Regions from separate parts of the Anas platyrhynchos genome. Here region 2 is linked to region 1. A link is a contact called in public Hi-C data. All regions are on one chromosome and are shown on one strand. The core of a region is the stretch at or near the end of the contact, and the rest is flanking DNA. Distances in the headings are between cores, read along the strand shown. Region 1 overlaps DCAF5 (DDB1 and CUL4 associated factor 5). Region 2 overlaps ACTN1 (actinin alpha 1).

What was found. Hi-C and Micro-C count contacts between places; a contact is called where the count stands out from the background.
Region 2: a Hi-C map of F1 follicle shows a contact between it and region 1, with 2.2 times the contacts expected there. The contact joins two enhancer-like sites. A contact is called at or near these places in 6 of 8 Hi-C or Micro-C datasets (F1 follicle, F5 follicle, liver and 2 more).

What each region holds. Positions count from the first base shown.
Region 1 is chr5:37,199,989-37,207,055 of IASCAAS_PekinDuck_T2T, forward strand. All of the region lies in intron 5 of DCAF5 (DDB1 and CUL4 associated factor 5), which reads left to right. Among named protein-coding and RNA genes, the nearest start is that of DCAF5, 29 kb to the left of the region's middle. Within about 2 kb of position 4,958, at least 3 of the 8 cell types and tissues checked have an H3K27ac peak or open chromatin away from gene starts, as enhancers often do. A contact at or near this core is called in F1 follicle, where this site is marked.
Region 2 is chr5:37,337,624-37,344,991 of IASCAAS_PekinDuck_T2T, forward strand. ACTN1 (actinin alpha 1) reads left to right here. Exons shown (of 21, transcript XM_038179255.2): 10 at 177-407; 11 at 937-1,084; 12 at 1,627-1,777; 13 at 4,221-4,329; 14 at 4,788-4,928; 15 at 6,976-7,158. Among named protein-coding and RNA genes, the nearest start is that of ZFP36L1, 63 kb to the right of the region's middle. Within about 2 kb of position 1,733, at least 5 of the 8 cell types and tissues checked have an H3K27ac peak or open chromatin away from gene starts, as enhancers often do. A contact at or near this core is called in F1 follicle, where this site is marked.

The DNA of each region.
Region 1 (7,067 bases), core at 3,708-6,207:
AGTTTCGCAACAGTAGGATCATGCACCTGGAAGTGGGAAGAGACCAGAGTTTCTCTTCTCCACTTACTGTAACCAAAAGTAAATTAACATCCACAAATAGCCCCTTGATGCCACGTGGATAGGATTGCAGTATAGCTACTTAGCAGCGTTGCTCCAAGGAATGTCACCTCAAAAATCCAAACACTAAAAACCCTCTTCCGCTCTTCTCATTTGTATTCTTCCACCACCATTCTAACTGAACACAAATGCAAGGGTAGCCACAACTTAGTCCTGAACGGATCACTGTGGTATAAGCACTGTCGCTAAGGGTCTTATTTTCAATTCCTTTTTGTAACCTTATTAGGGAAGGCGTCAGTATGTCAAAATTGTCAAGTTAATAGTATTCTGTGGTGATTCAAAATATTGAATGGAGCGATGATAAACGAGGAGATTAGTGACTTTGGATACAGATTTCACCATTTGTTAGAAACAAATGAGCTGTATCTACTTATCTATCCTCAAAAATCTGAGGATTTTTCTCCAAAATACACAGTTCTTTTCGACTTGAGTTACAGGAGCGTGGCTTCTTGCCAGCTGTTATATGCCTCCAGCCAGGAGAGTTGGTTTTATCTGCTTATTCAGGCAGCTCTAAACACCTTCTACAAATTATAAATAAAGTATTCTTAGGGCTAGGGGAAAAAAATGTCCTGATTAAGAGTAGAGTTTAGTCATATACTAAGGAAGTGGTTAACTTTCTGATGGGAAGCTGGGAGTGCTTCAAGTTCAACCACTATTCAGCTACAACAGTGAAGAAGGTAGTTGAAAAGAGAGTTTTTCTTGGTGTGCACAGGATCATTTAGGGGCAATTACACAGCTCTGACTTGTGAAAAGTTCAGCTCACTTCAAATAATCATAATTTGATTGCTCTTGCTCTTTGAGATACAGAGACTGATTCATTTTGCTTTTTTTCAGAGTTCATTCACAGCTTGGTATCTCCTTTTCTGTCTCAGATTTTCTCGCTGCAGCAACTGAGTCCTACCACCCCCCTTCACAAGCCTGCTAATAAGATCTAAATGCAATGGGTTGGCTCATCAAAGGTAGCATAGGAGGCACTCTTAAAACAGAACTAATAGAAATCCAGCATGATTACGAGTTGGCTGGTGATTCTGGAACTAATTTTTCATTTTTTTTAGTGTATTAATACTGTCTTTTGTTCAAATGGATGTTAAACCACAACCAGCTGTTTTGTTTCTTCTTTAAAAATAGCGTGGTGAGAAGCTTAAATATGTTCTCGATTAGTGAGGAGGCTGTTGTAAGGCACTTGCAACGCTAGATGGAGCCTAGAAGCTGTGCCTGTTTTAGGTAGGCAAAAAAGGCAGTTCTGTGCATCACAAACTGTTTGCAGAAAAAATGTATTGTGGATCTGTATTGTTACAGAACTGCTGGGGGCAACTCAGCAAGTCAGTTTACTTATGTATTTCAACCAACGACTATGTAACTCCAGATATTTTTAAGTACTCTTGTGTTCTTCCTTTTTCCACTCCATGCCTGTCTCCTTTTTTTTTTCCCCCTTTTTTTTTTTTCAGGAAGGGCCCAGTCAATAGTAGAGATGATGAGAACGAGTCTATTCGTTATGGATATAAAATTTCTGATTATATTCAGACGTTATCTCTGTGCTAATAGCTTTATTAGGTTAAAACATAACTTCTTTGTATGGAGTATGGAATATCTCTCTATCCATCAAAATCTAAGGATGTAGAAGTCCTGCAGGTGATTTATGTTGGATTGACATACTGACATGTAACTGAAAAAGTGTGATGGTCTTTGAAGTTCACAAGTCCTTTGTCAGGTGTGAAATAGAAGTGGCAGCTGTCAGGACTAGAGGCAGGGTGAGTTAAATGCACATCAGGCAGAGCATCTTTGCAGGAGAGTGCGAGGTAGTACCTCTGAATAGAGGCGTGGTTTATTCTGGTGGTGGATGAGGAGGAGGGAGGAAAGGGAGATGGATGAGTATTTTCAGCTCTGCCTGTGCCACAGGTGATGATATTTATAGCCTGTGAAACAGAGAGGGCTATGGAGAACCTGTGTGGCAGCAGGGAAGATTTTAAAGGTCCTTAGCTAGCATCATAGCTGAGTCCATAGATACAGATCTCCAGCAGTTACCAGTTTTAGTTTCTAGGCTCATACTTGGCCCTGTTATTTGATCCTTAAAGATGATGCCAGAAGAACAAATGTAGCAGTTCTTTTCTGAGGAATGCTCATGTACACGCTGCATGCTATGCTTTCCAGGTTACCTTCCTGATTTCTCTCTAACAAGTAGCTGTCACCTAGTTTTATCTCTGTGTTACCAGGATGTCTGGTGTGTTGACTGAAATATACCGAGCTCCTGGAGTTACAAGTGTGGGGTCCAGCACTGTTCATGGTTGTGTTGCATGGGATATTTGTCCACAGGGTAGCCACAGGGTTTGCTTTTGACAACAAATTTAGTGAGGCTGGGACTGTTCAGAGGCTAGAATTGGTGGACTGGAAATTTTCTTTCAAAGTAGCATCTTTGGTTGTAATTATTTCATCCCTACAGGTTTTTGATATGATGATACATGAGGTCTGCAGGAGTGAGATGCCAGGAATATGAGAAGATTTAAGGTTTTCCTATGACTGTTTTGCATTTTGACCCTGCATATAAAGCAAGGAAGCCTGTGATACTACTAATCAGTTGTAATGCACATGGTTTAGGATTATCAAAGCCCCTGCAGATGGAGAAGAAATTCCTCTGTATCACTGAATCTCCAACTACCAGTTTTAATTATTTCAGTGCAATAAAAATGTGCTGTGTGTTTCTGTTTTGAGACCTCTGCTAGTCCTCCTCTGAGCAGAGCACTGCATTAATGAGTGAAGGAAAAATGTGTGTATCATCAGGTCATTTCTTTCCCTTCTAGTAGAACTATTTGTTGTGAATTTTGACTATTTTTATGCTGTTTAAAATAACTCATTTAGCTAGGTTGCAACATAAATTTTAAATGCAGCTTAGGCACTCACCAGTATAGGTCAACCATACCACTTAAAATAATTTAAATAATTATTTATCCTCTCTCACTGCTGAGGAAATACAACTCCCCTCACCCCCCATACTGGTAGCATCCTCATCTGTTTTGCAGTATTGAGACACCTCAAATGATGTTTGTCTCAACCTAGAATTTGAGGCTCTCTCCTGACCCAGTTCTGATTTGGTATATTTGCCTCACGTGGCACAGAATATAAGCTTAGATATTTTTTTCCCTATTTGTTTCCATTATTAACCATTTCTTTTTGTTATAGACAGTGATTTTTTTTTTGTTGATGTTTACAGATAATTATCCTTTTATGGAAATCTTTGGGGTATGTTGAAGGAACCGTCAAATGGTTATGGTGAGGGGTGGTATTTTTGTGGAATGTGCATTGGATATGTTTTCTTTGTTGCAACCATAAATAAATTCACAAACTGTTTGCCACAGGTTTTAGCCAAAATCAAATGACATCTCTGAGATGAGAGCCACTGAAGAAAAAAGGGAGTGCTTGCAAATAAACCTTTCTGACTTTGGGCAAAGAGAGATGGTTACAACCTTTAAGGCTTTATCCAAGCTGTATTTCTGCTGGGCAGAGCACTTCGCTGCATATGGACTCTTTCTTTGTGGTTGGTGCTTCTTTATCTTTTAAGGACAGAGGTGCTACTTAAAGTTGCAAGAAATGTAAATCAGTGAATTTAATGCTAAATATTTTTATTCTGAAGTAAACAATCTTTGCTGGCATGAGTGCCAAATAACACCTAGTCTAGAAACACTTCCAGTAAGTGTGCAAGTCTGCTGGATACTGCCTGGTACTCTTTCCCACCTTTATCTGACATAACCTTACTTAAGAGTTAACTAGGACAGTACGGTATGAAGAAGGCCTCCCTCACTTGGTGCCTGTTTTAAATGTACACACGCCTTGGTTCAACCCTGTTGTAAGACATGGGAATTAGTTGTTGAAACATAAATTCATAGGAAGTTGTGGTAGAGCAACTTGATGGGACCAGAGCTGTGGTTAGAGTTACATTTAGGTAGGTTTATGTGCCAGTTTGCATTCTTCTTGTACGTACTGGAAGGCAAAAGCTTTGGTTCAAGACTAGATGGTGCTTCTGCAGGGAGCACCTTAGATCCTGCCACTCTTTCTCTCAAAAGAAAGGAAGGCCCCAGAGCTGAAGGCAGTGCTCCAGGTGGAACAGAGGTGGAGAGCGGCCTCCCTCACCCTGCTGGCCACGCTGCTTTTGGTGCAGCCCAGGATACGTCTGGCTTTCTGGGCTGCAAATGCACGTCGCTGGCTTATGTTGAGCTTCTCATCCACCAACACTCCCAGGTCCTTCTCCTCAGGGCTGCTCTCAAGCTGTTCTCTGCCCAGACTGTATTTGTGCTTGGGATTGCCCCAGCCCAGGTGAAGACTTTGCACTTGGAGCAGCTTCGCTACAGAAAAGTCTGTGGCTATAAACATGTTTTTATTGGATGAGGAAGCAAATCTGTAGCTGACGTTGTTCGGCTTTAATGCAATACATGAAACACAGTACAGAAAAACGCACAGGGGAAAAAATCAATAACGCAGTCCTATAAAGGATAAGGGACTGGTCTTGTGTAGGCCCTAAGGTATAAATATGGAGTTACTCTTCATGAGGAATTACTCTCTTGCACTCAGATTATCTTTCTGAGGTAACTTTCTCTGGCAGCTGTGTACTTTGTGTTACACTGACTTTGATGTGTGCTTTGTTTTGGAAACAACTATTGTTCCTTCGTTTGGCCTCGAGGTCATCTTCCCTTGCCATGTCTGGCCATACTTGCATCTTCTGTGTCTGGTTATCTGATGGAACCCACTCCTTTTTGGTTTACTGCCTTCAGCTGAGCAGTGTTCTCTCCCACAGTCTATACTCCATCCTTCAAGGTGCTATTTCTGAACACGGTGAGTAATAGACTGACTTTAGAGATTAGAGAAGGAGAAAAATGATGAGCTCGTTTAGCTAGTTTGCTTGTGGTTAGTGGACAGTTACTCTTTACTTTGCATTCTCTACTTTTATTTTGCTTTTTAAAATCCGACTAAATGTTTTTTTTCCCTCTTCTTGCAAAACCATTTCACTATCCAGTAGATCTCGTTTATTACTTACTTGATAGTAACACCTAGATAATTCAGGCAGAGTGAGAACAGGGCACTTGTGCCTGCTGACTCAGAGCTGTAGTGAGGGCAAGGCTGGGCTGGTGAGAATGTTTGGGAACAGGTCTGTAATAAGACTAAAACAAACATTGAGTAGAGCTGAAGGAGGATGTGAAACATTCAAATAAATAGGGTTGTTTTTTCATTGTTGTCATTTCCTAACGCTTAATTGCCATAATAGCCTTAAACCCTAGAAGGATGTAAGTGATGCAGAGGAGGGAAAGAGTTTGGTACACTTCAGGCCTCTGCTCTGTCAAATAATGACATTTTATAGGTGGGTGTTTTCTTGTTTGTTTTTTGTTTTTCCTGTGAACAAAGGTAAAGGAAAACATAACAGTGCTTTCTGGAGAACTGCCCACGATCACTGGTGAAGCAATATTAGCATTCGGCACCTCAATTAGATCATAAGGGCTAAGCCATGCGAGCCTTTGCTGTTACAAGGTCTGGTTGCCCTGGGTACTGAAATCTGGTGATGTCAGATGATCTTAAGGCTCCAGATTCTGAAGTCAATTATCAGATAAGAATCTGTCATTTTAAAAAATAAATTATATATATGTATAATGTGTAAAATATAAATAATGTGTAAAATATAATATAATGTGTAAAATATAAAAAATATATATATAATATAGCCTTCCTGGCTTGGAGGGAAAGATCAAGCTTCTGTTCACTTCAGAGTTTGTCAAGCACAAAAGATTATTGATGTTGGGAATTGATCTTTCTTCTAACGTGCATGTTCCTGAGCCTAACAGTAAAGGTGAGAAAGAGTGCCGTGTTCTTTGAACATACAGAATTTTCACCCTGAACTACTACAAACAACTACTACAGGATTTTCACCCTGAACTCCCTACTTTTCCAGTCTTGTTGTATGCAGGTGATTTTACTTGTTTGTCCTCTGCAAAGGAAAGCAAAGGTTCTTAATTTTGCTAACAATACACAGCCTTCACTTGGTTGTTCTTTGAAGTTCAAACAAATACCCTTTATTTTCCATCTAATGTTCTGAGGGATGTCGTTCATCTACAGAAGATTTTTTGTACAAGTAGTGAGATAATCAAATAGTGATGACAATTTAGAAAGAGGAGCATATTACTATGAAATAATAAAATGTTGGCTATGTCTTGTGTATTCTTTTTTGTAAGACACTGATGGACTTAATTTAGATTTGTTAACACTTCTCAATACTTAAAGAGAAATTCCAGGCACTTTTTTACACAACTGTGCTGCTTTTTAAAGAAGATACTGTGAGATTTCTGTAAGAATTTTAATCTCCTTTAAAACAGGAAAAAAAAAAAAAAGCATATATGTTAATTGATACCTTGCCTTCTTTTCTATCATTGGTAAATTTGGCTCTTCTGAAGTGTTTGCTCCAGACTGAATAAGAGCTGTGTGTTTTTACATGCACAGAATTACTTTCTTAAAAAAATAAATAAATAAATAAACTTTTCTGTGGTTTTCCAGGCCAAGATTTCTGTTTGCCAAGTTTTATGCCAGTTCTTTTTGCACAGTTAGAAGTTCCTCAATTTAGTGGTTACAGAACTGCTGACAAACAGGGCTGTATGCAATCGCATGTATTAGTTACAAGCAGTCAATTCATTTTTCCCTTTTAAGGTCATTCTTTCCTTATGTTGGTTTCACACACTGCTGTTTATGATACCAGTACTTTCTCACTTCCTTCCTTCCTTATCCCTCTTAAATGACTCTCATTTCCCAAGGACAGTATCTGTACTGCAGTTCACTGTCAGATTTACAGCTTATCGAGAGAAACTATTCAAATGTTCCTATTTAATGCTGTCACACACGCCTCTTTTATTTTACTTCTGCCAGGACACTGATCTTCTCTCAGTTCTAGTGCTCACTGTCTGCTGTCAAGCAAACTG
Region 2 (7,368 bases), core at 483-2,982, 130 kb after region 1:
CTGCTCATAAGAAAAACGATCGTACTCCCAAAAAGCTAGCAAGGTTTTCCTTACTAGCCCTGCTGTTGGCAGAGCCTTTCTGAAAGCAAACATAAAAGTAAGTAGTCCCTAATGAGATCAGACCAACAGCTGTAGTTTTAACACAATTTCAGTTGAAGGTTTCTTGATCTTTCCAGCTGCTGGAGTGGATTCGTCGCACCATCCCCTGGCTGGAGAACCGGGCACCAGAGAACACCATGCAAGCCATGCAGCAGAAACTGGAGGACTTCCGGGACTACCGCCGCTTGCACAAGCCCCCCAAAGTCCAAGAGAAGTGCCAACTTGAGATCAATTTCAACACCTTGCAGACCAAGCTACGGCTCAGCAACAGGCCAGCCTTCATGCCTTCAGAAGGGAAAATGGTCTCGGTGAGTGGGGGTGATTGAGCATACATATTCTCCAGCTCTGCCCCAAAAAATGGAACTGGGCCGAGCAATGCCAAGCTCCAGAGTGAGCTGTTCTGTGGCAGAAACCCTACAGAATGTAGTTCAGTGAGTCCATAATAAGAGAGGAACAAGGAATCACCGCTCCTCTGTACCTAAACCAGACTCTGAGGCTCTTCACAAGTTGCATGCCTTTATGGGGAGATGTCTGGGTGCCTCTCATGCTTTCTAATTCAGAAATAATTGGATTTTGTTATATTTTCATGTGAGGGAGTGTATAGAGAGGGTTTCGTGTGTAGACTGATATATCTTGACACTGCTAGGCTTGCTTATCTTAAGTCTAGCACTTTGTCTTCCTGACCTGTGTGCACAACCTTCTGAGATAGAAAGCACACACACCCAATCTCTCCAACCAATTTGAACCATGTAGCCCTCTGGGATTAATGCTGTACATTAAGTACATCTTCTCCCCCATCTTCTAACCTCCCTTTTCTTCCCGTGCTCCTGTCTCTAGGATATAAACAATGCCTGGGGTGGCCTAGAGCAGGCTGAGAAGGGCTATGAGGAGTGGTTGTTGAATGAGATCCGGAGGCTAGAGAGGCTGGATCACCTGGCAGAGAAGTTCCGGCAGAAGGCATCTATTCACGAGTCCTGGACAGATGGTAAATGCCAACCTGTATGCTTCCTATCGCTGTCAGTTATCTAGAGGGGAAAAGATGGGTATTACATGGGTTCTCTAGGAGATTTTCTTCTCCAGAGTGCTAGGTTCATTTCTTACTTTATTAGAAGAAAAAAAAAATCACAAAAAGCACCTCTGTTCTGCACTGGCATTCCTTAACCATGCCAGAGGGAGATTTTTTGGATTGAACAGAGCTACAGAGCAGAGAAAAGGTTACTGTAAAGTAAATACCACAGTTGGCATTTACAGGAACAGCATAGTGAGATGAGTCCAGTATAAACTGTGACTGCGACGGTTTAAACTGCACTACCTGCCCATATCTGTTGCTAATGGCAAACTCACTCGTTTGCAAGTGAGAACTGTGCATCTCTAGGCAAGCAAGCGTGATGGCAAGCCTCAGGCAGGGTGTCTGGAGTGGGGCAGGTGCCCCAGCAAAGGCCCCAGGGTTGTCTGGGTGCCTGGGAGCTGGCTTCAGGGGCATGGGATCCTGTCCTTCATTCTCTTGTCCTTTGGCTCCCTCCTCAGGTAAGGAAGCAATGCTGCAGCAGAAGGATTACGAAACTGCAACCCTCTCGGAGATAAAGGCCCTGCTGAAGAAACACGAGGCCTTTGAGAGCGACCTGGCCGCACACCAGGACCGCGTGGAACAGATTGCTGCTATTGCACAAGAGCTCAAGTACGGCACCCCGACGCACATCCGATCCTTGGGGCCAGGGAGACTTGATCAGCATTGCCCTCTGCCCTCTGGAGAGCCATGAATCCATTCCCATACAAAAATGCTGGGAAGCCCTAGTGTTTCCAAACAGTATCTAGGATACTGTTCTCCAGTATCTAGACATACCAGAAAAGCAGGCCAGAAAATGGTTGAGTCGTGGGTGCCGATGAGGGGGAGGCAGAATTACGTTCTCAAGCCAAGTTTCCATCCTCTTCCAGCTTGTTATACTGCCATGAACCCTTTCCTAAAGAGCCTGACCTGCCTCTGGCCCCTGTTAGGATGCAGCGTTGTAACGCTGTCCTACTTTTCCAGGAACAGAGGGAAAGAGCAGAGGATAGCAGGCACTCCAGAGACTCCCAGTTTGCTCTGTTTTATCAAAAAAAAAGTCCTTACTGCTGAGGAAAAAAGTCTGCTGATTGTTTCAGCCCATAGTGGCCTCTATTGCCACTGCAGGCACTTTGCCCCAGGAATAATGCACCGCATGCACTCCAGCTGGGACTTGCACCAGGGACCCTTTACAGCAGCTCGTTTTCCTCTGGGCTTCCCCCTGGCTTAGAAACCTTCACCCCTACTCCTTTTCCTGGACTGAGGAGTGACACAGGTTACTAGGTGAAACGGGGTCCCATCAGAGTGTGAGGCTGATTGCTAGGGAGAGCTGGTCTCTGTAGCACAGAGAGAGATTTTGAAGCCCTGCATGTTCCTTGGCAAAAACAGTTTGAACAATTTGGCTTTGACTTTGTGTCTCATTATTAAAAATATTTATATATCACACTAGGCTATTTCAAGTTAGACAGCATCTGGGCTAGATCATCTTGCTTGGGCTGAATGACCATTTTTCTCTAAAAAATCAGGATTATTGTATCAAGATCGTTATCTCCTTTACCAGCAAAGATTTACAGAAGTGCTCACTTGACCACTGGAGGATTGACCTTGGAACAGGAGGAGGGTTCAAGGCAATCCTCCATGTCAGTAAGATTAAAACTGAGGCTGGCTAGTCAGTAAGCATTAGCTGACCTGCCACTTCCAAAGCAAATGCTACAGGCCAGGCAAAACCGGCTGTGGCTCTAATAGCGACAGGGAAAACTGGGCCCTAAGCTGGGAGACGGCTGATTTCTTCCAAAGTGTGAGAACAGAAGGCTCTGCCGTCCTTCTGAAAGCCATCTCCTATGTCAGCAAAGGTGCTGTGCCCAGAAAAAGAGATGGCTGAGTTCTCTCCTCATCCAGAGATACCCTGCCAGGGAGATTGAGAGGATGGGAAGGAAGCCCCTGTGGCTGCCCACACCAGGCAAGTGGAGGGGCGCAGGTACACTTCACTCCCCAGCACTAGTGGTCCAGCCTGGCTGTGTTACAAGCAAGGCTTTCAGAAGCAGTTCTTTCAGCTGCAGTGCTGGCTGTGCAGCAAAGTAGATCAAGGAACTGATCTGGATTAAAAACCCAGCAAAGAAAAAGTTATTTTTAGCCGAAGGCAGTTTCATGACTAGTTTTCCACAAGACTCCACCAACAGTCGAGCCCACACACCTCAGGAGGGGCAATACAATGATGGGAAGAAATGAAGTAGGAGGAAACTGTTTAAACCTGCATTACTGCATAAGAGAAATGCTCATCATATTGCCCAGGGTCATTCAGTAGCTCAGCAAGTTATTCCACCTTCTTTTATGGGTGACACTTCCCAGTTTGGCTGGTCTCCCTCTGCCTGCAAGCTTCTCCCTCTTTGATCATGTGCAGAGCCAAGAGCACACACTCATGCAAGACCACAGCCCTCAGCCTACCCCCATGCTCTCCTTTCCCCAGCCATACTCTTACCAGCCCTTCTTCCAGGAGTGCCAAGCTACAGACACCCCCAGCAAAGCACTCTGTGATGAGGCATACCAGAGAGAAACCTACACTGTAATTCTGGGATTGTCCTAAATCAATGAATGGGTTGTACGTTTCCACTGTTGCTGAAGGTTGCCACCTCTCCTATGCAACTGTTAGAACATCTTAAGTAGTTTTCTTTGCAATCATAATAAAATCTTTGCTGCCCATTCTCCTGATGTACAAGATGCAGGTAGTTAGCCTACTCGATTTTCTCGCACAGAATACAGGGGCATACTGCTGCTTTTAATCTGCTTAATCAGAGCCTGAGTAAAAGTCTTCACTCCCCTCCCCTGGTGCCAAGTTATCCACATCAGGCAGCCAGCACCAATGCCTGTTGCAGCCTTGGGTGGGGGTTGTTTTTCTTCCTGTTGCATGATGTTTGATGTGCCAGTGTCTCCAAAGCTAGATACTGCTGTCTTCCTGGCACGTTTTATTTGCAGAGACCATGAGCCCTTTGTGTCTGTCCTTAAGGCTGATAAAGTTTTCTCTTTCTTCTCCAAAAGGTCTTAATTTGCTATTTTGTCCTTTTTTCCCCACCCCTCACAGTGAGCTGGACTATTACGATTCTCCAAGTGTCAATGCCAGGTGCCAGAAGATCTGCGATCAGTGGGATAATCTGGGTGCCCTAACCCAGAAACGTAGAGAAGCTTTGGAGGTGAGACATGTTGCCAGTTGGGATTAGAGGGGTAGGTCATTTGTGGAAAGCAAGCTGCAGTGCGTGTGAACAGCCAATTTCTCCTGGAACATCCCAGACTGTAAACCAGGGCTGCATTTCCGAATACTTAGGCAGCTTCTCTACTTCCAGCCCAGTTACGATACCATTTGTTTGCTCAGGCTATTGATTTGTTTATACTTTCTTGAGTTCTGTAATGCTATTCTGCTTGAAAAGACTGTCCTTGTTTGTTTAATTTCAATTGACCTCATATTTTTCCCTCATGGAGAGGAATAAATCTATCTTGTGTGTAATCTTAATAGCAGAGAGACTTTTACTGTAGCACTCTCCAAGGAGGTCTGAAAGCTCAGAGAATCCATATATCTGTGTGATTATTCTTCTCTAACCATCTTTCCTCATTTTCTTTCTTTTTTTTTTTTCTTTTTTTTGTGCACGCTCAGAGGACAGAGAAGCTACTGGAAACAATTGACCAGTTGTACCTGGAATATGCCAAACGAGCTGCCCCTTTCAACAACTGGATGGAAGGGGCCATGGAGGACCTGCAGGACACGTTCATCGTTCACACCATTGAGGAGATCCAGGTACAGAGCAGTCACTTCCACCGGCCAGGGAAATCAGGGGTCTCCTGGATTCCTAACAGTGCTGAATTTGTAGGTCATGTTTTGGTGGTGCTGCTCTAGTGAGTCAGCCTTAGCAAGAGAAACAAAAGGGACTGTGCTTTCCCTTGATTTCTTCAAAAAAGAAAAATGTATCTGAATAGATAAGAGACATGTTCACACTATCCTAGCTGAGTACAAAGAACTGAAAGTGTGTTTTTCATTGTGACTCCAGTATTAGTAATAGGAGCTTGAAAGCTGAGAGGATCTTTTTAGGGTCTTGTGTTTGTTGGTTGGTTTTAATCCAAATGAAGAAAGCTTAGTGCTGCTCTCAGATTCTGTGGGTTGGTTTTCCCATGTTCAGCCATTTGTTCCTATGTGATGTGGCATGAGGGCAGTTGTTGAGCTGCCAGCTGGGCTTCAGTGCTAAGCAATGGAAAAATCAGGATTCTGTACTTTGTTAGTGGATTGCCATTTGAAGCCAAAGACTTTTTGCCTCCTGAAGACAGCAGGGACAGTATCTCAGTTTTCCCCCTTCTGAAAGGCTGTAATGAGAGGAACTTGAGGTATCTAAAGGTAATTTTCAGACCTTTGGGAGCAGGAATTACCCTTCTCTGGATTCCAGAGGGGACTATTTCTTCCGCTTGATGGGCCCATGAAAAGAATCCAGGTATTCTTTTGGATTCAGCTGGCTGAGATGAAGAGCCAGGATGTTCTTGCTCTTAGCAGCTGCTGCACTGCTGCCACTCCTGACATTGTTCTCTCTCAGGACCTGTACAGTTTGTCAAAACTGATGTGTTTGTTGCAGGAATGGTTGACAGCAACATGGCCATCACTGAGGCAGTGAATTGGAGACCAACAGGGAACACAAAGCAGCCGGGGCATCAGAGAGGCAGTGAAATAGCCCTAACCAGGCTTGAGCTCTGTTACTGAACTACAACTTGCTACTTCCACCCTTCCCTTCTGAACAAAGGGGTTCATTAAGTCTTTCATAATGCAGAACAAATCTGAACAGCATTTAAACATTTCCATCATCTCTTTGTGACTGCAGACTGTTTCCCAGCTCCCCCAGACTTGCATTACATTTCTATGGCCACTGCAGCAGCTGCAAAGTAATGAGTCACCGTGTAAGAAAGCAGTTCTACAAAACTAGTTAGAGTGTGTGTGTGGTAAGAAAGTGGTCAGTCACGAGGTTTACTTTCATTCCCTCTTCTGTCCACGCTGTTCCTTCCATTATCCCTGCACATGCCTCTCTGTCCCCCATTTGTTTTGCTGCTTCTTCCCCTGTGTTTGCTTCCCTAGTCTTGATCTTCCAGGCTTCTGGGATGAAGTATCTTAAAGGCCTGTAGAAGCAGTGGGAAATGAGCCAGGACCAACTGGTTTGTCAGCTGTCCACAAGCTACCAGCAAGTGTGCCCCTACCGTCGGTCCTCGGATCACAGTCTGGGCACCACAGCAAGATGGGCAACAGAGAGGGCCTGTTGTGTTCAGGGAGAGGGAGCTGTTTTCAGCAACAGGAGCTTGTGCTGCCTGTGCAGGTTTGCTGTGGGCTGGAAGACCTTCACCTGTCTCTAACTTCACTGATCAGACTGGATCTGACTCTTTGTTATTCATCTGAAATCATCTTTGATGTAGAACTGGTACATACCTAGTGGGAGAAGAAAAATGTGCTGCATTTAGACAAGTACTCCAGTGTTCTTCCCAAAGGGGGCTGAGAGCCATTCACAGAGCAATAACAGAGAAATAGTTCCATTATTATTACGAGGCAGAATTATTCCATCATGTTTTGGGATGTGATCTCCTTCCCTGGACAACATGGGACAGAAACAAAGAGGCAAAATGAGAATTCATTTCATTTAACTACTTAAAACAGCCTGTTTAGTGATGCTGGGAGGTGCTGAAAGTGTGTTAGAGTAGCCTATTTTATATCCTGGGAATATGTAAGCTTTTGCAGTCATTTCTGCGGGGATATATTTGCTGAAGAGGCTACTCAGTGACTAATGCTCTTTTTTGCTGCTGCCCTCCTTCTACAGGGATTGACAACAGCCCACGAACAGTTCAAAGCCACTTTGCCAGATGCCGACAAAGAGCGACAGGCCATCCTGGGAATCCACAACGAAGTCTCAAAGATTGTCCAGACATACCACGTCAACATGGCAGGAACGAATCCGTACACTACAATCACCCCACAGGAGATCAATGGCAAATGGGAACATGTGAGTTCTTTACAACCTTGCAGTCAGTGTGGGGGAGGCTGCTGCTTAGTCACTGGGGCCCCAGGAAGGGGATTATTTAATCTGAGTTATCCTTTATGCTTACTGCTGAGCTCCTGCACATTTGCCATTTGCTTTCAGCTCAAAAGTCATGTGCTGGGAAATTGTAAGGCACCTTTAAAATATATTCCTAAGGGTGTCATCCCTTTTCAT